Linked DNA regions of Arachis hypogaea: region 2 is linked to region 1. The links are chromatin contacts, called in public Hi-C maps. All regions are on one chromosome and are shown on one strand. Each heading gives the region's core, a stretch centred on a gene start, on an enhancer-like site or on the middle of the called end of the contact. The rest is flanking DNA. Distances are from core to core; before and after follow the strand shown.

Evidence for each region. A called contact is a pair of places that touch in the nucleus more often than the background predicts.
Region 2: a Hi-C map of leaf shows a contact between it and region 1, with 1.9 times the contacts expected there. The contact joins the promoter of LOC112742908 here to the enhancer-like site in region 1.

Annotation. Positions count from the first base shown.
Region 1 is chr14:110,260,549-110,266,722 of arahy.Tifrunner.gnm2.J5K5, reverse strand. It overlaps LOC112743680 (dnaJ protein ERDJ3A), which reads right to left. Exons shown (of 7, transcript XM_025792979.3): 4 at 6,097-6,174; 5 at 5,669-6,007; 6 at 5,012-5,365; 7 at 3,981-4,643. The coding sequence ends at 4,356. Among protein-coding and RNA genes, the nearest start is that of LOC112743680, 5.1 kb to the right of the region's middle. Within about 2 kb of position 3,437, at least 1 of the 3 cell types and tissues checked has open chromatin away from gene starts, as enhancers often do.
Region 2 is chr14:110,313,098-110,319,271 of arahy.Tifrunner.gnm2.J5K5, reverse strand. It overlaps LOC112742908 (receptor-like protein 39), which reads right to left and starts at 2,696. Exons shown (of 1, transcript XM_025792151.2): 1 at 1-2,696. The coding sequence starts at 2,506. The coding sequence ends at 155. It overlaps LOC112743681 (pyruvate decarboxylase 2), which reads right to left. Exons shown (of 6, transcript XM_025792980.3): 6 at 5,915-6,174. The coding sequence ends at 6,101.

The DNA of each region.
Region 1 (6,174 bases), core at 2,188-4,687:
TGCTGTTCATACTCTTTCGTCTGGGCCGCTACTCATGCCGATGATGGGTGGTGGTAGCGCTGCAGGTGGAAGCTCTGTTCAAATCTTTACCACTAATGTTTCCACCACGATGAACTTGGTTGATGATGGGCAATTACGATCTTTATAAGCTGTTTTAGTTCAAACCAAAGTTGGCCGTAATACATCTTATTTTAGTGTTTCAGTCAATTAAAAATTCTTCTTCTGCAGTAAAAGTTGTAAGTACAAATAGCCTAAAAAATTGTAGCAAAAAATCACGAAAAAAAATTAAGCAAAAGCTTAGGTGTTACACATGTAAAGAGAAAAGAAAATGAATCAGGAGACAATTGGAATGGTATTAGTGACGTTGCCAGGTCTACATTCACAAGTGCAAACATTTCTAGACCCTTGAACTACACGTTGTGATCTTCGGAAATGAAGCTTGATGTTCACCACCTTCCCAGCCATCTGTAGCATCATCATAAACAGAACAATGCCATAGTTAAAGGAGAACAATGCCATTCAATTCCTAAAAAAAGCAGTCTAAGAATACTGAAGGTCAAGCATATCGGAAAATGACAAAACAGAAAGTAACAAACCATTCTCTAAACCAAGTCTTCAGGACCTAATGGTTGAGCTGGACTAGAATACAAGAAATGCCTTGAGTACTGGAAAACAAAATAAAAGCAATTAATGCCAAATAGGAAAGCAAGACAATGAACTAAATATCAATTTTAGAAAAATAACAAATATGCAGGGTGATTAGTGGTTATATTGCACGGGACATAAATTATGCTTAAACTTACCATTGGCATTGGTTTTATCAGAAATTTTTTGCAAGGTTTCAGCAGCAAAAGACTGTACATAACCCAGAACACAAACCTTGGAAAGATTTTGTTGCATTTTTTTATACGAGTAGCACTAATGTCTTTCAAAAAATTTAGAAGCCAACCTGACCTCACAACATCAAAGGAAGAGACAAACAAGGCTATCTGCATGTGTGGCAAAAATGTCAACCTCTTAGCACTTTCCACCAAAAAATAAAAATAAAACATAAAACTACAATTCAGTTAAGCTGGCATACAAGAATGCAGCCAGATCCACCAGAAATCACAGTGGCAATTGCCTGCATGGCAAGACATATACTTCTTTATGGAACAACTTTATGATGTATTTGAAAAGCACTAGGTGAACCTAAAGCAATTTTCATTAAGTGTTCATAGAGGTTTTGGTAAAATGAAGGAGCAAAATCCTGAGATAACGTGCATTTTGTGCTACTCTTTAGTGCCCTTGGCTGCAACAGAATGCTTGCACCTTTAAGTGCCTCCCTGCACTGAAATCTCTTGGGGATTGGATTATGATTTTAGTTTCTGTTCACTGTTATGCCGATGGGTCTAGATCACCTAAATAAGCTTTGTTGTCGGAGGATATACCATAATCCTTTCTTCATTTTTTTTGAAATCACCCCATGATGAAACATGATGTCCAACTTCTCTTCCATCTGCAAGAAATTTTAAATTTTCACATAATACGGGCAGAATTTGAAAGCCTACTAATGCATTAAAAAAAATCACCACAAGAAAACAAAACATTTTTCCAATCCTGCATAAAACTCCTGTTTCATCCCTGTTTCATTCGGGTTAAATAGAGTAACCCCACAAACTCCAGCCAGCCTTCAAACCCTAGACACTACAATGACACCAAAACTCCAGAACCTCAACTATACTAACAACTTGCATATCATCAACCAACACTGTATTGAAAATGTAAAGTAAAAAAAAAAGGAAGGTTACCTTGAGTCTGATCACAAAGTCAGAACCTTGTGCTTATGGTGAAGGAGGGGAAGAACGATAACAACTTCTGGTCGGATTACTTCTTCTCTCAAATTTTCCTAAACCCAGCGAATACAACCCTATGGCTACGCCATTGATGGGGAGATGAAGAAGAAGTCAGATGGTGGACGAAGAAGAGACGAGTGAAGTGAAGTGTTTGTGTACGGCGTCGTTTTTGGCTTTCTAGGGCGCCAAACCCAAAACGACGACGTTTTGGACTCCTCCCACGTGGCAATCCGAGTCCACGTCAGCGCTCCGGTGATGAGTCATCACCTGAAATATGGCCAATGACCAGTTTGAGTGCTCAGAGCTCTATCTGAAAGACTACAATAGGAAAATCGGGATCTTAAGGATTATTATGGGTATTTGCGTGAATCTCAGGGACGACTATGGGTATTTACTCAATTGTAGCACCTATCTTGGGTAATGAAATAATACAACATATATAGTAAAAGTACCTATAGTTTAACAGCAATCAAAATTAATAGAGACTAATTCACTTATATTCACTCACAATGATGATGGCGACTAATGAGTATAAGAAAAGAGTACAACTAAAAATAAAAGCTAACTTTTAAAAAATTAACAATAAAAATAAAATTAATATAAATAAAAAATTTAAGAGATAAAATTAAAATAAATCAAAATTTAAAAATATTTTTAAAATGTTTAATAAATATTATGGATAAAAATATATTTCACCTTAAAATTAATATTTTTTGCGACTCGATCATATCTTGATTATTGTTATTTGACATTTGTTAATATAATCCTCACAACTCATAGCAAAAATATGTTGAGTTGTTCCAGAAATTTCGTTCCAAACCATTGGCGAACAACGGCAACAGGTAACACTAATACACTATAAAGAAACTAGAAATCTCGTGTCCACTGTCTTTGACTCTTGACCCTTGACCCCTTGAATTATGAACAACAAAATTAGAAATAACGGTTCAACTCTTTAAGCTTTCACATTTGTATTGGCGAAAAGTAATTGTAATTCTATATTTCTCCGACTCTAAACAATTTACTACATACGTACTTTAATATATTTTTGTTCATTCCTAGTATTTGATAATAGAACTTTAAAATAGCTTATGGACCAAACTGTGCCATATACCTTTTAATGATACAAGTTGCTCAACTTGCTAAGTTTCATTTTATGCTTCAATTTTTTATAAACTTAGTTGAGATTCTCTATTTACAACTTAAACACCCACCTTAATCTAAACGATTTCACGGAATTCATGGTTTATTTACTTATCAATTCTGTTTAATTGACAACAGAAATTATAAATAATATAAACAATGAATTACATCTCAAGTTCACTAAACATAAATAAACTTAATTAATTTAAATTTTAAATTTTAAATTAAGACTAATTTTTTTATCTATTATTTATATTATTTAAAAAAAAACGTTATTTCCTTATATTTTGTCTTTATTTATTTCTTACTTACTCTTGTTCTTTTGCTATTAAGAAACCAGATCCACTGATTTATTGAGGCAACAAACCAGAAAGCCTGTGGTAATAGAATCCAATAAAGAGTGACCCTTTTTTAATTACGTTAAAAGGGGTCACCACTCACCACGTTGTTTTTTATACTCTGGAAATATTGAAATCTTCGCCTCGTGTCAGGAAAATGTTAATGCATGCAAGTTGCAATACGTACAAGAGTGGAGATTTATTTTTTATTCTAAATTTGAAATGAATATCTTTGACAATTGACTAGCAATTTTATTATTAAAATGAAAAATCTTCAAAGACGGTTTATTATGTATGTATCAATTCCTCAGATAATCTAATAATAAATACATTGTTTCATTTTTCTGGAGATATCTACCGACTACCATTACCATCCACAGCTTGCAGTCATTATTATTTCATTCGAGGTTAAAGTCTAAAAAAAATTTGGTCTCGGAGGTTAAAGTTAAATTAAAATCTTGCAAGATGAAAACTCCCACAGGACTAATAAACCTTTTTATCACAAAGCCCTCTCTATACCCACCACAAAAAATGAACATCAAAGCGCCAAAATATATCAACACCGCCACGCACAAACAAAAAAAAAATAAAGAAAAATCAACGACAACAAATGGTTATATCAAACAGTATACTAATGCGCAGCTTATAGAATACTCTGATAGAATTGATTCTGAATATATCTCTCATTATGATCTATTTTTGAGTATTCTTTACAGTTGCCTCAAGGACATTTTTAGATAATGCCACACCCATGACTACAACTCTACATGCTCATCATTCCACCAAGCACATCACATGTCTAAAGAACAAAATTCATTGTAGTCTGTTCTCAAAGCAAAATTGCCAGTGACGGTGAGAGCAAGATGCAGCATCCCATTATCCCATGCATGACGCATCAATATTCAATTAGCATTTTTTCTTTTAAAACCTCCATATATTCTTTGCTGGTATAAAATACAAAAGACCCTATTCTGTGAGTTATGTACATGGGTTGGCATAACCAAAAGTGCTGCAAAACCCATCATTATTGTTTAATCTTCTACTTGAGTAGAGGTTTATTTTGTGTTTCCCTGAAGGGTATATCTCCACTGAGGACTGAGCTGATGAAATTCTCAACCTCCTCCATTGTCATATCACCCTTAAATACAGTGTATTTACCTCTCCTAGGCTTGTAGGCGATCAACAATTTATCTGATGACTTGTAATCTGTCTTGGTGAATGCTTTTAGAAATGATTCTTGCTTTGCAGCATCTAAGAGCGCATAGGATATTGAATCCCTAGAGCTTGCTCCTTGATTTGGTCGCCTTGAAAGTGATTTCTGGGAGACCTAAAATGAAAAAAGTTCTCTCCCTGTGAGAGCTTTGCATAAAATAAAATTATACTGCTACCTCTATTTCAAAACAACCATGCTATGTGTACATAAAAAATCGGCCACCAATATAAAATACATGTAGAAATACAAAATACACATTGAAAATAAGTTAAATCAACACATGTATTTATACACATACAAGGTGGCTGAATTTTTTATGCCCATATAGCATTTTTTACATCCAAAATAACAAAATTAGACACATTAGTACATTGAAGAATTAATCATTAGAATGGTGCAAATTCATTTTGGTACCATTAAACTTAGGTTTGACCTCTCCAAAGAGCAAAACAAACATGGACCAAAATGGAAATTACACTTACCTGAGAGAGAATTGACTCTAGCTTTTCTCTGGCTTTAGAAGACCTGAAGGCACCAATGATGCATACCGGAGCTTTATCACCACATAGCTCCTCAAAGTTAGACTTAGAAAGCAACTGTATGTGTCCCTCTTCAGAATCAGTTTGCGTCTTCCTAGCATGCCCAGATGCTTCCTTTTTACATAATTTTTCAAAACTATCAAGTAGACTACTAAGATCAACAACTGCAGATTTCAAATCTTTTACAGAAATCCCTGATTTCAAAATGCGCTTCTCTCCATTAGGTAGCCAACCCACAATAGCTGGAAGTCCATCAACTCCTAGCTTTTTCACTCTTGGATCAGAAACATCTTGAACCTACAAATGATAAGCACAAAATAAATGTTTAAAGCTGAATATGAACTTAAAAATACCAAAATATTCTTGGTTTAAAGCTGAATGCAAACTTAAAAATACCAGACAAGTACTTATGAACGTTTGTAAGTTGAGGTTTTAGAGGGACAGAGAGAAAATATCAGGGCTTAAAGAGTGTAACTCGAACTCATAATTACCATTCAAGCCCTTGCCTTCCAGTCCTATTCCTCCAAAGCCACAACTCACAAACAGCCAAATTATTATCTTCCCTTAACTTCTAAACAAAGGGGGAGACCCTGTGTATACCTGTGCATCATTGAATGCCAAGCGCTTTTGATACAAGCCACTAAGCACACGCCAGATTACAGGAGTGTCTTTTTTGGTCGAGAGAAGCATCACCCTAGGCAACTTTCCAGTAGTGCTTAATTGATCAAGAGATTTCACGTCAATCCGTTTGGAAAGCCTAGGCAAGTGTTCTTGACAAAAAGCCTTCAAATCCTTAACAGACAAGTCACCAGTATACTCAACCAGAGAACCCTTTTCATTCTCCTTGTAAGAATAAACAAAAAGCCGTGGAGCTCTGCGCGGATTCACACCAATCTCCTTACAGAATGATATTTCCTTTTCACAATTAATACTTCCAACCTGTAACATAATGGAGAAAAATAAGCAATGGAGCTCCAAACAATCAAGTAATCAACAAAACTGAGAAAGGTTTAAAGATAAATAAGAACCTTCAATGCCCCTTGCAATGAACTGGAAGTCTCCTCAGAGACAGATTCGAAGTGTTGGATCCCCTTCAATGATGGTGT
Region 2 (6,174 bases), core at 1,447-3,946, 53 kb before region 1:
TTGCCTTGATGACCTGCTCAACAGAATCATTATTTTGACACAACTGATTATCAGAATTCAAAAACAAAGAAAGATCAAGAAATACAAAATATGAGAAACAAATAGAGAGAGCGAAACTTACACTTTGTCTTCCTGGTTATTCAACTTAGACACATTATTGAGACCTCCACCTTAGAGTTCTATAATTTTTCCCTCCATGCTGCTGATATATAAAATCAAGCTGAGGGAAGACCCTGTAAAGAATGTTATCCACATGATTCCAGTACCAAAACCTCCATCTCTTGCAGAACAACATTGGCATAATAATAATGCCAAGTCCAAAGACAGAACCCAACTCCACACTCAAGATACTCCAATCAACAAAACTGCCAGAATCTGAGTTTACTTTCGATGGTGGTGGTGGCAGAATTGGGCCAGAGCAATTATTTGTTAATGGTGGTCCACATAAGCCTGCATTTCCTAGAAAGGAACCTTCGGAGAATGACTGAAGTTGTGTACCTGTTGGGATTCTTCCAAATAACTGATTGCATGAAAGATTTAGATATGAAAGGAAATTTAAACTTGCAAGTTGAGTGGGAATTCGTCCACCAAATTTGTTACCGGATAGGTCCAACGACTCGAGTTGCTTTAAATTCCCTATGGAGGATGGAATTTGGCCATTGAAAGAATTATGTGAGAAGTTAAGAACATGAAGTCTTGTGAAATTCATAAGCTCTTCTGGTATTGGCCCTTTAAAGTTGTTGAATGAGAAGTCTATAGAAGTGAAGTCACTTAAGATTTTAACCATCTCCAATTGTAAGCCTTTGTTGGTAATTATCATGGAATCCTGGTATTTTCTCATAAAGAAGCCTACGACTTCATATCGGTTTTGCTTTTCACCAACACCAAGCATCATTGTGACCCAACTTTTGAAGTCTTCTCCCGGAAGTAAACCACTAAAATTATTGAAAGACAGATCAATAATTTGGAGGGATTGCCAAGAACCATTTAACTTGGGACATTCAATGTGACCCTGCAGTCTGTTTTGGCGCAAAACTACAACACGAATTGTGGATAACCTCCTCAAGAAGCATGGGTACACATCATAAATCTGATTATTTCCAAGATGCAAGACTTCAAGTGTTGTGCAATTCACAAGAGAGTGGGGAATTCGGCCTCTAAGTAGATTTCCATTTAGATGTAGAATCTTTAGTGCAGAATGTTGAGGAAATGCATCAGGAATGTGGCCATCAAGCTTGTTATGCTCCAGATTTAGTATCTTAAGATACTCCATCCGCATTAAACAATCTGGAATCTCCCCTTTCAACTGATTATAGGAAAAATCAAGAGCTTGAAGATATGACATCTTGCACAAGGATTGAGGAAGGTTCCCAGATAAACTATTGTTGGAGAAAGACAAGAAATATGTGGAAGACATATAAGTGCTAATATCTGATGGAATGATAGAGCTGAAGTTGTTCATTGAGCAGTCCAAAAAATAAAGTTGTTTTGAGAGAAATGTTGGAAAGTTCCCTTGGATTTGGTTAGAGTGAAGGTCAATGAAGTACAAAGAGGCACTAACATTCTGTATCGGCTCTTCAAACATGGTGAACAAATTGTTGGAGATGTTTAAGAAAGTAAGGGAGGAAAATTGCCAAATCCACCTTGGTATAGGTCCTTGAATAAGATTTCCTGAGAGGTCTAAATTGGATAATCTAGACTGATTTCGCAGAAAACTAGGGAACCTTGTCAAATTGCAGGAAGCCAAATTTACATCCCACTTTCTGAGGATGGAAGATATGCCCAAGTCGGTAGTAACATTTGCTTCTATGCCCAAGTCAGTAACATTTGCTTCTATCAACAAGCTATTGTGTGAAAAATCTAGTGTAGTTAGATTTTCAAGCCTCCGAAACATTTTTGTGTATATTGTAACATTTAATTTGTTTGAAGACAACAGGAGTTCTTCTAGTGACTTGAGTTGAAAAATGAACTCAGGAATGGGGCCTTGTAAGCTATTATTGCTCAAATCCAGAGTCTTTAACATGGTGGAAGATAAGTTTGGAAATTCATGTGGGAATGCTTGAAAATTGTTGTTGTAAAGTTTAAGATATTCTAGCAATGGAAGTTCAAAAAGAGAAGAAGGTAGGCTTCCGTTGAGGCGATTGGCCCCTAAATCAATGTAGTTCAACTCCATGAAGCCTTTGAAGTGATCAGATGTAATTGAACCTGTTAAATCATTGTGAGACAGGTCTAAATGAGTGAGATTCTTGAACATATTGAAGGATGGAATTGGCCCTTGTATATTGTTACTGCTTAAGCCTAGATGGCTCAAGAACATGGTAGAAGATAAATTTGAAAACTCAAGTGGGTGACTCTGAAAATTATTGTTGGAAAGTACAATGGTTTGTAGCAATGGGAGTTCAAAAAGATAAGAAGGCAGGCTTCCATTGAAGAAATTGTTAGACACATCTATATCAACAGCAATCAATGGTTTCATTCCAGGACACCAGTTTGCTTGAATGTTCATGCTCGAATACGAAGCTGCTCTTTAGTTGAAGCAGCAATGATTGTTGATCCTCAAGACATTGGCCATGGACCAATGTGACAGTAACAGCAAGGTGAGTCCAGCAGCAGTAGCAGAATATGAAGAAAAGCCATGAAACTAACGGAATGTTCATTGCACACTATTTGAAGAGACACCACACAACACAACTCAAGGCTCAGAAAGTTTTGAGACGGAGAAATGAATGACCAAAAGCATAGAAATGTTTTGAGCACGGCATGATCAAAGAGACAGACTTAGACTCGGTAAGTGAAGATATTTGTCAAAGTAAACCATGCTCGTACAGAGAAAATAATGTCATAAACTCATAATTTCATGCCGTGTTATACATTTTCCATGTTAGTCCCTTTCTGTCGGAAGATTTTTCCATGTTCTAGCTTGTGAAATGGGGCGTGAATATAAGGAATTTTAGATGAATTTCCACTGCTACTGTTACGGTGGATTCTCGTATCATTTTAGATGATGGAACTAAACATTCATTATTTCAATATTTTGGACAATGGGGTTGAAATCATTTGCATGGTATTAGAGTAATTACTGTCTTGTTAAATTGATTGGTGGCTACTGGCTAGTGACTACCAAATACTTTCTAGTATAAACTAATATATAGAAATTTGTCTTAACAGGTAATTATAGAGAGTAACCGGATAAGTTATAATCCATATAATATTACAAATTAAATCTCTACACTCGAATAATGTTATATATCTAAGTCTTTTTGTTAACCAAATTCAACTAAGTTTGTCTAATATAACAAAAATCAATTATAATTAACATTATTTCAAGTCTTATTGTTTAACTTGATTGAACTTGGTTCATAAAAAAATTTGAATGTGTAGTATTATTCAAATAAATTTTTGTTACTGCTTGATAATTTTTATATCGAAACACTCCTATTGTCTCACTTTTTTATTTTATTTACTTGTTCTTTCCTATATTTTGCTTTTTACAAACTATTAACTTAATGACTTTATTAAACAATGGGAACAACGGACTCTAAAATTGGCCCAATTTAAGTAAAACACACTACATTCTAAATTACTCATTGAACATCCAATATATATATTATTCGCATTGATTAATATTTTTATTGTCTACCTATATTTTTCCTTACACTAATTATTTTTTACAGTTTTAGTATTATTGTATAATATATAAATCTTAAGAGCAACTTACAAAAAAAATTATATCTATTTTCTAAATTAAAATTTTTATACAAATTTAATTGATAATTTATTTATTTAAATCGAACAAAATCTAAGTAAAACACTACATACCTAGTTCTCGGTCATGTTATATAGGACTACTAGATTTTTTTTAAAGATAAATATTATTTTATTATTATAAAATAAAAGTGTTTTCGTAAAGAAGTAAAAAAAAAATTAGGCATTCCCAATTATTACCAACCATAACTGGAAGACAAATAGTTTAAGAAAGTGTAAAGTAAGAATAAAACAAAAATAGCAACATCCATCATATATAATTATTGAGTTCAGGTATTAAACAAATAACTTCTTTCGCTATCTCTATGATCATTGTGTTTACGTACTAAATTGCTAGCTTTTTTCACTATCTCTGGTGTGGAACTTATTAGCTTATATAGGACTACTAGATTGCATCTAAACATAAATAATATAATATCCATATTTTTATCATTAATTTGTTATTTGAGAAAAAAGTATCAAATAAATAAACAATAGAACGAATATGTGTTTATTTCAGTTACCCGAAAATATAGGAAGCTGGAATAATGCATCAGCGGTCAAGTAGGTGGACGGAAAAAATTTTGACTTCATAAAGATGAATTTAAAAAATAATTTATTTCTAAAAATTTTATTAATTAAATTACACTTTTAAAGATTATAAATTAATTATTTGTGTTCTTCTATTATTCCATTAATAATTTTTATCAACAATTAATAATATAAAATATTTATTAATAAGATATATAACATCTAACATAAACAAATATGTTTATAAAATTCCGTATTCCCCATAATTAATGACTAAGCATTCCATCACTCAATAATTAAGTAAAGAATTCCACATGCTGCAATCATGCGACTTATAATATCATGATTACCATTGCCATCCCTAATTAGTAATTACCAACTACTACCTTGCTCGTGGTTGATTTATTATGTCCTTGAGATTGGTTATGAAGTTGAGTTGTTTACCAAAATTATGGATTAGTACCGTGATGTAAGATATTTTAATATTTTTAATCATTAATCTCAATCATAAAATTTATATGATTGTTAAAATTACTAGAACACCTAATACTATAATACATGTAAAATGCTTTATTAATACATGACGATTGTTCAGATATTAAAATATTATGTCAAAACAATTTAATCAAATCAAAATGTTTAACCACTCTCATATCAATATATTTTTGTGTTAAAAAGGCAAAAGCTATGAAGCACGGATTCTCTCATGGTGCCGGCGTATCTGTGTGGGATGCGAATCCGATGCCGACACGTGGTGGATATTTCAAACGAGCGTATCGGCGATGTGTCTTCTTGCGGTACAGAATTTTGGTAGAGCTATCACAAATTCGAACGAGTCCGACTCTATTCAGATGTTCATGAGACGAATCTTTTTGCAAATCTTCAATTGATTTTGTGATTTTATGTCCGATTAATTAATTTTTTATTTCTAATTTTAAAATATTCTAAAATTAAAACAAATTAAAATTTAAATTTAAAAATAAAATAATTAATAAATCAAAATCTAAATCTACTTACCGTTTATTTTTGGTAGCTTATTTACTCACTAGCTTAAAATTTTTTATTTTTTTAATAATTACATAATTTTAAAACCTTTTTATGCCACTATATTTATTCTTATATTTATAATATGATATTTTATTAATTTAATATATTTTATTAATTTAATATATTATTTAAATTTTAATTCACAACATATCCAATTTTTTATAAAAAGATATAAAAAAAATTATAAAAAGATATAAAAAAAAACGCGTCAGCGTATCCGTATCGGTGCTTCCTAGGTTAAAAGTTACAGTATATTAAATATAGAATTACAATATAATTGTAGAACTAGACCTTCACTTCCATAAATAAATAAAAAGAAAAAAAAAAGCACAAAGATACCAATTGCATTGTTTCAATCGAGACCAACTATGCAATGTTACGAAGTGAAGGAAGATACTTTTCTTTCTATGTTCCATATTCTGTCTGAATTACAAATGGTGAATACGAAATTTGATGTGACTCGGTGAAACAAGTTGCCTAATTAGTTTCACAAAACTTGTCCTCCTGTAGATATTTAGCAAACCGTTCTAGACCAGAAACATGCAATAGATTCACATTAGACGGAAACACAAGACTACTGAAGCCACCAAGCAACAACAAAAAAGTGATGATTTTGATTATTTATCTAGAGAGAATGAATTTACAGAAAACCACTGCAAGAAATTTATGCAACTAACAAAAGCAAGTTCCGTACAGGTAAGAGTTGACAAAATCCAACAAATTTGGTAAAAGAGCGGGTTATTCCAGCAAATGTGATAATGGATTGAATCTGAAGTTTTCACTGAGGATTTGGTGGGCGGCTGTTGGCTGCAGAGACCCTGGAACCCCATTCAAGCAACTCTTTGCTTGTGT